Regions from separate parts of the Sus scrofa genome. Here region 2 is linked to region 1. A link is a contact called in public HiChIP or PLAC-seq data. All regions are on one chromosome and are shown on one strand. Each heading gives the region's core, a stretch centred on a gene start, on an enhancer-like site or on the middle of the called end of the contact. The rest is flanking DNA. Distances are from core to core; before and after follow the strand shown. Region 1 overlaps LOC100736974 (protocadherin gamma-B7). Region 2 overlaps DIAPH1 (diaphanous related formin 1).

What was found. HiChIP or PLAC-seq counts read pairs in DNA pulled down with a chosen protein or histone mark.
Region 2: a contact with region 1 is called in an H3K27ac HiChIP or PLAC-seq map of alveolar macrophages. The contact joins two enhancer-like sites. A contact is called at or near these places in 9 of 47 Hi-C or Micro-C datasets (alveolar macrophages, embryonic fibroblasts, fetal skeletal muscle and 6 more) and 1 of 2 datasets of contacts at active chromatin or transcription factors (alveolar macrophages).

The regions. Positions count from the first base shown.
Region 1 is chr2:143,122,829-143,127,163 of Sscrofa11.1, reverse strand. The region is part of intron 2 of LOC100736974 (protocadherin gamma-B7); the gene reads right to left. Among named protein-coding and RNA genes, the nearest start is that of DIAPH1, 150 kb to the left of the region's middle. Within about 2 kb of position 3,038, at least 70 of the 83 cell types and tissues checked have an H3K27ac peak or open chromatin away from gene starts, as enhancers often do. A contact at or near this core is called in alveolar macrophages, omental adipose tissue, retroperitoneal adipose tissue and 1 more, where this site is marked.
Region 2 is chr2:143,217,602-143,221,761 of Sscrofa11.1, reverse strand. All of the region lies in intron 17 of DIAPH1 (diaphanous related formin 1), which reads left to right. Among named protein-coding and RNA genes, the nearest start is that of DIAPH1, 51 kb to the left of the region's middle. Within about 2 kb of position 2,046, at least 20 of the 83 cell types and tissues checked have an H3K27ac peak or open chromatin away from gene starts, as enhancers often do. A contact at or near this core is called in alveolar macrophages, omental adipose tissue, retroperitoneal adipose tissue and 1 more, where this site is marked.

The DNA.
Region 1 (4,335 bases), core at 1,789-4,288:
AGTATCCATCGGCTTGTACTCAGTGCAAATGACACCAAGCTAAGCTCTGAGTGCTGAGATCTTGAGTTATAGCTTAATGGCCCTTTAGCAAGATTGGTTAGTTGTGATGGCGAGTCAGAGCTGAGGGTGTGAACTGGGCCCACAGATGAGTCAATTAACTCCACACTGTGTGAGACCACAAACCACACCCTAGCTGGGCGACTGCTCCTCCCCCCACCGCCTAAGGCATGAAGCTTGATCTGGGAAGGGCGGGATGAAAATGTGGATACATCATAAAAGAAAATCTTCATCACTGAAAATGCAAAAACGGCCCCACACCTTCCTGAAAGTGATGCAAGACTCAAAAAGCATTAATATCATTCCAGGATGACCTGCTAACCCTTACCTGTCCAGGAGGGGAGCTCTCTGCCCCCAACACTTGCCTATAGAATACCGGATCGCAGCTCCGCAGCGTGTTCTGGCGGCTGGCCAGTGGGCTGGCGGCGCCAGGTTTCTTCAGCAGCGGGTCGCTGCGGCGGGAGTCGGTGGTGAGGTACACCTGATGGTAGAGGTGCGGGGGCACCAGGCCTCCCCGCACGGCGTCCGCGTGCAGAGAGGGCCCTGGTGTTCGGTACAGGGAGCTCACCGGGGCTCGGTACAGGTCCCTGGACTGCTTCCACTTGTAAACTTTGAATATGATTATTCCCAATACGGTGACTGCGAACCCCACAGAGACCAAAATTAGAGCAACAAGTAGGTAAAAGGTGAGATTTTTATTCTGCTCCCTGGGTGCTGAGCCGGAGGGGAACTCAGCCCGGGCTTCGGGAGATTCCTCGGTTACCGACACAGTCAGGGTCGCGGTGGTGGACAGCGATGGCTCCCCGTTGTCCTTGATCAAGACTGTGAGGGTCTGCCTGGGCGAATCTGTATCCTGGACTGGGCGGGCGGTGCTCACTTGACCTGTGTGAAGTCCTACAGCAAAAAGGCTCTGGTTGGGGGCACCCAAGAGGCTGTAGGAGAGCCAGGCGTTGTGTCCTGCATCCGGGTCCCAGCCTACCACCCGCGTGACCACATGACCGGCAGCCGTACCTCGAGGCAGCATCTCCACTGAGCTCTGGCCAGGCCGGGGGTATAGGACCTGGGGGGCGTTGTCGTTGCGATCAGTGACAAATATGTTCACGCTGATGTTGGTGGCCAGGACTGGAGTGCCCCCATCGCTGATATGAGCTGTTAATTCGAACTCCCGCCGATCCTCATAGTCCAGGGGCACTAAGGATGACACTACGCCACTGTCACGATTTATCGTGAAATAGCGACCCACTAGCCCACTTTCAGCTCCTTGCTCCAAGAGAGAGAAGGAAAGGCGAGCATTCTGCGGGGCGTCGGGGTCCCAGACGCTTAGGTTCAGAATCGGAGCACCAGGGAGGTTATTCTCCTCCACGTAAACATCATAGGAAGATTGTGGGCACTGGGGAGGGTTGTCGTTGATGTCCGACACTTGCACGCGCACGGTCGTGAGGGCTGAGAGGGAAGGGGCTCCCGCGTCTCGAGCCGTAATGCTGAGATTGTATTCTGGCACAGTCTCCCGATCCAGGGCTGCGCTGGTTTTCAAAGTAAAGTAATTCTTGAGGGAAGATGTGAGGCTAAAAGGGAGACCTGGTGGAACCTCACAAGTCACCAGCCCGTTCTCGCCAGCATCCAGATCGGTCACGCTGAGCAAAGCAATGACAGTTCCTAGAGGGGCATCCTCAGGGACCGGGCTGTACACAGAGGTGACTGTGATCTCCGGGGCATTGTCATTTACATCCACCACCTCTACCAAAACTTTACAGTGTGCTCCCTCGGGATTGGCGCCCTTGTCTTTGGCCTGTATGTAAATCTCATGGAGTTTCACGTCTTCGAAGTCCAGTCGACCCTTGATTGTCAGCATCCCGGTTACAAGGTCTAAGGAGAATAGTTCCCGCACGCCAGCGCGGTTGTGGCTGCCGAAGGAGTAAATGATTTCGCCGTTGGGGCCTTCATCCAGATCCGTGGCACGGACCTGCACCACGCGAGTGCCAGGAGGTGCATCCTCGGGGACGCGCGCCCTGTACAAGGACTGATTGAAGGTGGGGGCATTGTCATTCGCATCCAGCACGATGATTCGAATAGGAAGGCTGGCGGAGCGAGCCGGAGTTCCTCCGTCCAACGCTGTCAGCACCAGCTGGACATCTGGTTCTCGCTCCCGGTCCAGGGCGCGCTCCAGCACCAGCTCCGCGTACTTGGTGCTGTCTTCCCGCGTCTGCACGCGAAGCGCAAAGTACTCATTGCGGCTCAGCTCGTAGGTTTGTAAAGAGTTGCTTCCCACGTCCGGATCGTGCGCGCTCTCGAGCGGAAAGCGCGTGCCCGGCGCCACAGCCTCGCTAATCTCCAATTTCATTTCCCGGGTAGGAAAAGAGGGGTTGTTGTCGTTGATATCCTGGATCACCACTTCCGCGCTGAACAGCTCTAGCGGGCTCTCCACTACCAACTCCAGAGTTACGGTGCAGGAAGGCAGCGTCCCGCAGAGCTCCTCTCGATCCAGGCGGTCGTTCACGAACATCTGTCCGGTCTCCCGGTTCACCTCAAAGAATCTCCGACTAGCTCCGGACACCACCCGGAGCCTGCGGGCTGACAGGCTGCCCAGATCCAAGCCAAGGTCCGCCACCACGTTGCCCACCGCGAAACCCTTCTCTCTCTCCTCCAGGATCTCATAGCGAATGAGGGCGGCGGAAGCCTTGTGCAAAGCGCCAAGGAGAAGCAAAACTCCCACCACTCTCCCGGTGCTCACCAGTCCGCCCCTGCAGGCCTCCGGGACCATCTCACTCGAGGGCAGTTCCTCTCAGCGGGGTCCAGGTCGTCCCCGCTTTTCCGCCGAGAAACTTTCAATGGGTTAGCGCTCCGGCGCTGGGCTCCGAGTCGGACATGGCTCTCCCGCTGCCGCTGATTTGCTCGCCGGCTGTTCAGTCTCTGCCTCATCCCGCGGCGCCGAGAGGGGACGGGCCGGGGCCAGGGCTCCGGCGTCTTCATTGGCCGACAGCGGCACGCAGAGTCCCAGCCAATAACTGCACGAGGAATGCGCTAGCGCCCGGCTCTCCTGAGCGGGACAGGCGCTAGCGCCAGGAACTTCTTGCCTTGGGCTCCCTTCCAGACGTTACAGCCAGAGCTCCTTGGCCGCATCTGCACATCGGAAGCCCACCTTGGCTGGAAAGCTAACTGCAAGGTCATGAAGCTGGCCCTGGTGCGAGTCTTGAGGCTGAACGCAGGCCTATTAAACACTTCCGCCCCTAGCCTGAATCCCATGAAAGAGGGTTCAAACCAAACTGAAAACAACACAGTACTATCTGCATTGTTGGAGGACTGAGCACAACTTACCTCCTTAAGGAGGCGCGTGTAGGGAGGCATTCAGCCTTTCTGTCGGAGGTGTTAATATTTGCAGTTTTATCTCTTACCAAATGAGACTGTAGAATTCCAGGTCACTTCCTCAGCAGAGACAGTCTACAACAACTGCCATCTGTTTGGTTTAACTCTATGAAATTTAAAAATACAGTTCAGGTTTCTTTTTCAGTTGGACGTTGTCGCTTAGCTCTTATTTCTGAAGAACCAGGGAACAATGCGAGATTTTCCTGTCCTGTCTTCCCCAAGAAGCCTAACTTCAATCAGAGAGCGCAGTCTCTAACATCTCCCTTTATTTGATCTGTTTCTCAAGATGTTGTGCCATACGCCACAAAGAGAAGTTGCATTTCTTTTTATTTTTTTTTTACTTTATTTTTTAGGGCCGCACCCGTGGCATATGGAAGTTCCCAGGCTAGGGGTCGAATCTGAGCTACATCACAGTTCACAGCAACCCTGGATCCTTAACCCACTGAGCAAGGCCAGGGATCAAACCCGTATCCTCATGGATATCAGTTTGATTCATTACCACGGAGCCACAACGGAAACTCCCAGAAATCTCATTTCTAATAAGGATAATACCCCCTCATCAACGAGCCCCTCCCCTCCAAAAAAAAAAAAAAGACCAGCTTTATTTACTACCTGGGACCTTTCTGAAATGATTAAGATATCAGAAATATGAAGCCATGATAAAGAGCCTCAAGTTTTCTCATTTAGGATTGTAGTAATGACTAGGATAATGAGGAAGAGTCAGATGTGAAAAAAGGTAGAACTGAGCTGTACATCCTCCAACAAGAAACTACCCTCTAAGAGTTCCTGGAGTCCTATCTTTTTAAATGAGTAAGGCTGATAAAATCCTGGCACAGGGTAAGCTTTAATAATGACGCATATCACCCCATTAGATACTAGAAGAATCCCCTACTATTTCCGTACACTTATCTTGGA
Region 2 (4,160 bases), core at 797-3,296, 96 kb before region 1:
AAACCTATTAGTATCCACGAGGACGCAGGTTCGATCCCTGGCCTTGCTCAGTGCGTTAAGGATCTGGCATTGCGGTGAGTTGTGGTGTAGGTCACAGACCCAGCTCGGATCCCAAGTTGCTGTGGCTGTGGTGCAGGCTGACGGCTATAGCTCCCATTCGACCCCTAGCCCAGGAACTTCCATATGCCCCAGGAGCGGCTTTGAAAAAGACTGGGAAAAAAAAATAGAAATAAGTGTCTGGGAGAGATTTTTTTCTTGTCAAATCAGTACCCGTAGTTTATCCACCTCTAACATCTATCTGCTGTTCTCAGGTGTAATAAAACTTTCCTGCTTATCATGCTACTTTTGTATGTTTTCAGGCATTTTCCCTCATTATTTCTTCTTCGGATTTTTTGTTTTGCTTTAATGGCCACAACTAAGGCATACGGAAGTTCCCAGGCCAGGGATCGAACCTTCATCCTCGTGGATACTAGTTGGGTTCTTAACCCACTGAGCCGTGGTGGGAACTCCAATACCCGATCACGCTTCTGGGCCAGTGAGCAAACCTACGTCTCCACAGCGATTCTCTTCAGTGACCGGAGCTGCCGCAGTCAGATTCTTAACCCACTGCACCCCAGTGGGAATGCCTCCTCTCTGGATTTTTAATGTTTTAGTGACTTCAGTGTTGTTGGGTGTATTTTTTTCTTCTACATTTTCTTGCTTTCTTTTCCTTTGAGTTGCTCCATAGATCTCTGGTGATGCAAGCAGTATTTGAATGTCGGGGCTTGTTCTCAGGTGTGCCGCTTGGGGACAGAAGAGTTGCTTTGATGTCATGTACCTGGGCATCTAGTAGCAGATGGAAGTGCTGCATGTGGACCCAGCGCCGCAACCCCCACCGTGATCGGGGCACCGGCTGCCCTGCTGGTCCTGACGCTCTTGGAGCCTCCCTCCCTTGGGGCTCTGGTGGGAAACAATACACACTCTGCCCAAGTGGCCCCTTTTTTCACCATGGCCCCCCAAAAGCACTTTAGGAAAAAAGACTTTAGGCTTCTTAAGAGTTTAGGTTTTTATCAGGCGAGGAATTTCAAGCTTAGAAACGTGAGAGGCGAGGGCCCAGAGGAGCCGGAGCTCGTCGGTGCAGAGGCGGGGTGTGCTTGGCTTCTGGTGCCTTGATCCGTGTGGTACAGCATCGCCGAACGTCTTCATCCTTCATCCTTTCTCAGCTAGGCAGCCATTCTCACTTACCAAACCTCTCCTTCACAGTCTCTCGTAGTCGCTGTCTATTTAGGGTGGCACCCACGGCATATGGAGGTTCCCAGGCTAGGGGCTGAATCGGAGCTGTGGCCGCCGGCCTACACCACAGCCACAGCAATGTGGGGTACAAGCCACGTCTTCGACCTACACTACAGCTCACAGCTGATCCTTAACCCATCGAGCAAGGCCAGGGATTGAACCCGCGTCCTCGTGCATACTGAGCTGCGACAGGAACGTCTCATTCATAACCTCAATACTGATGGTATAATTAAATGATAGATAAATACTCGTTGCCACTCTGTGAGTATTGCATCTTGCAGATGAAGAAGTGGAGACGTGGGTTGAATAACTTTTTCCAGGCTCTGCAGTAAGTGCCAGAGGTGAGATTCAGGCTCCAGACTGTGTGACTGTGTCCTGCTCTAGCCTCCCACTTCCCAGAAGTGCGTGTCCTTCCCCCAAGAGCTTCTGAGCGCTTAGAGCCAGACAAAAGCTGGAAGAAGGCAATATGCTGGCTTCTGCCAGCCACTTCATTTATTCAGGCACAGGCGTTCTTGAGTTTCCGGTGACTCTTAGGAGTACATAACGGGAAGAGCACTAGATTAGGGAAAGTAAGGTATCAGATATTTAGGGCTGAAAAGGAGGAGCCATGTTCCAATTACAGCATAATCACCCCTAGCGAAGCTAGTACAGCTGGAGACATACAGCGTCCGTGTCAAGTAGAGTAGCAGAGTCTTGCTCAGACGATTCCAGTGCAGCCTTGATGAGGAAGTGATTTAGACACGAGGTTTTCGTAATATTGCGTTACTTCCTCTCTCTCTTGCCAAACCCAGCTCTCTTCTCTGCCCTTTGTCAGGCGGAGCCGTATCTCTTGTATTTCAGTGAGGCCTGACGCCTCCCACATGCTGACTGGCTCCTCCAGAAGTGGGCGATCAAGAAAACGTCTTCCCTACCCGGACAGCGGCCTCTGGTACTCAGAGCCCTCCCGCACCTCCCGCCTCGTTAGGGCTCGGGAGGCTGTGTGCTTTTTACTAAGGAGAGAGCTGGGAGAGGAGCTGTGGTCCTCCAGTTCGCACTACCAGCTCTTTACACATCTTCCTCTCGTAAGGATTATTCTCTCCTTTCTGAAGCCTTGGCTCTTCTCAGCCGAGTTACTCCTTGTCAGAGGGTGTTTTGAGTTCAGATTTGATGGGCTGTCCTGTCAAACTTCAGTCCTTTTTCTCTCTCTCATTCCTCAGGGTGATCAGCAGGAAGCCTTCTTGTCACGGTCTCTTAGTTGAGTCTGCTTCTTGAGTTCCGTCAGGAAACTGTTTAGTAGTTAATTCTTTTTTTTTTTTTTTAAATCTTCTCCTGGGGGCATTTTCATCACTGTGGTGGCCTCAGGTCGTTATTGGCACGTGCAAGATAACTGGTTTTTCATTCTGCTTTCCTCCCAACTCTTACTCTCTTTTGATGATGTCATGATCCCATTCAAAGGATCACCCCTTAGGAGTTCTCTCATGGCACAGTGGGTTAGGGATCCAGCGTTGTCACTGCAGCAGCTTGGGTCATTGCTGTGGTGCAGGTTCCATCTCTGGCCCAGGAACTTCCAAATGCCATGGGCGTGGCTCAAAAAAAATAATTTTAGAAAAGTATCACCTCTGAAAACAGCGTGGTAAGTGATAACTGATGTCCTAGATACAGTGATGTGTTTCTTTTGAGGTTTATTCTTTTCTTCCAAAAAATGACTGGACTCCTAAGATCCTCAGGCTGATCTTCCTTATTAGCAGCCGTGCAGTGGACAGCACGTCGCATGTTAGCTCCTCGCTCTGCTAAAGTAGTAGGTGCGCTGCAGCAGCTGTGAGCATCAGAGCGGTTTGACGGGGGTTAATTTTGAAAGAACTCTGGCTGAAAAGTAAGATCTTGAGCAAAAGCTGGGAATGTCATAAACAACGACAGTGACCTCGTTAAGATTTGACTGTGCGGGCCCAGATCCCAAGGCGTGTGCTGTTGTCCTGCAAGTCAGAGCTGTTGGCGACGAGGCGTGGGTTTACCTGTCTACTCTTCTCCCAGAACCTGCTTGTTTTTTGGGGTTTTTTCCTTCCCTTTTTGGCCGCCCCACAGCATATGGAGTTCTGCAGTTGCAACAAGGCCGCCGCTGCCACAGCACTGGCCGGGGGCTTGACCCTGTGACCCAGAGCTCCAGAGACACGGCCGACCCCTTTGCGCCGCGAGCAGCCATTCCCAGAACCTGCTTGTTTAAGGCTTCAGGTGCACAGGAGCCTGTGTTGGGGAAACAAGCCCCTCCCTCCCGAAGGGAGCTCCAGTCTTTTTCCTTTTCCTTGTGATGCTGTTCTGCCCGCTAGGTGGCCCCCCCCAGTTGGATCTTCATCAGGAAACATCTAGTGAATTGTTACAGCTCCTGCAGCTTGGGCCTCTCGAAACAAGATCTTGCGTGCAAGAGCTCAGCATACTCCGCCTTACTCCGTGAGACGTGTCTCATCTGTTCGCCCCCTTTCGAGTGTGTGGGATCAGGACCGGAAGTGCTGTCCAAGTGCCCCTCTGCCTGTTGGTCACTGACCTCTCTTGGACCTTGAGTGGGGTCAGACTGTTAGCACCAAGCAGCTGGGACGTTCTGTAAGACCAGCTAGGACTCCCTTGTGACTTAAGAACAGCAATCTGCCGGTCTCACCCGGGCGCAGGAGGAGGCCTGCGTGTGGCCTACGTTCCACACCTCCTCTGGGGGTGCTTGCTCCGCAGCAGGGGCGTAAGGGGAGAAGCACAACCACCCCTCACACGGCCCTCTAGACCGCAAACCTAGCCATCACTAGTCGTCTTGAGAAATGGCGCTGGATCTGGAACCGTGCCGGTTCTCTTGGTCTGTGTTACTCGCCGCGGGAAGCCCTAGACTCCCAGCTCATCCTCATCCCCGTATTCGAACCCCCACGAGG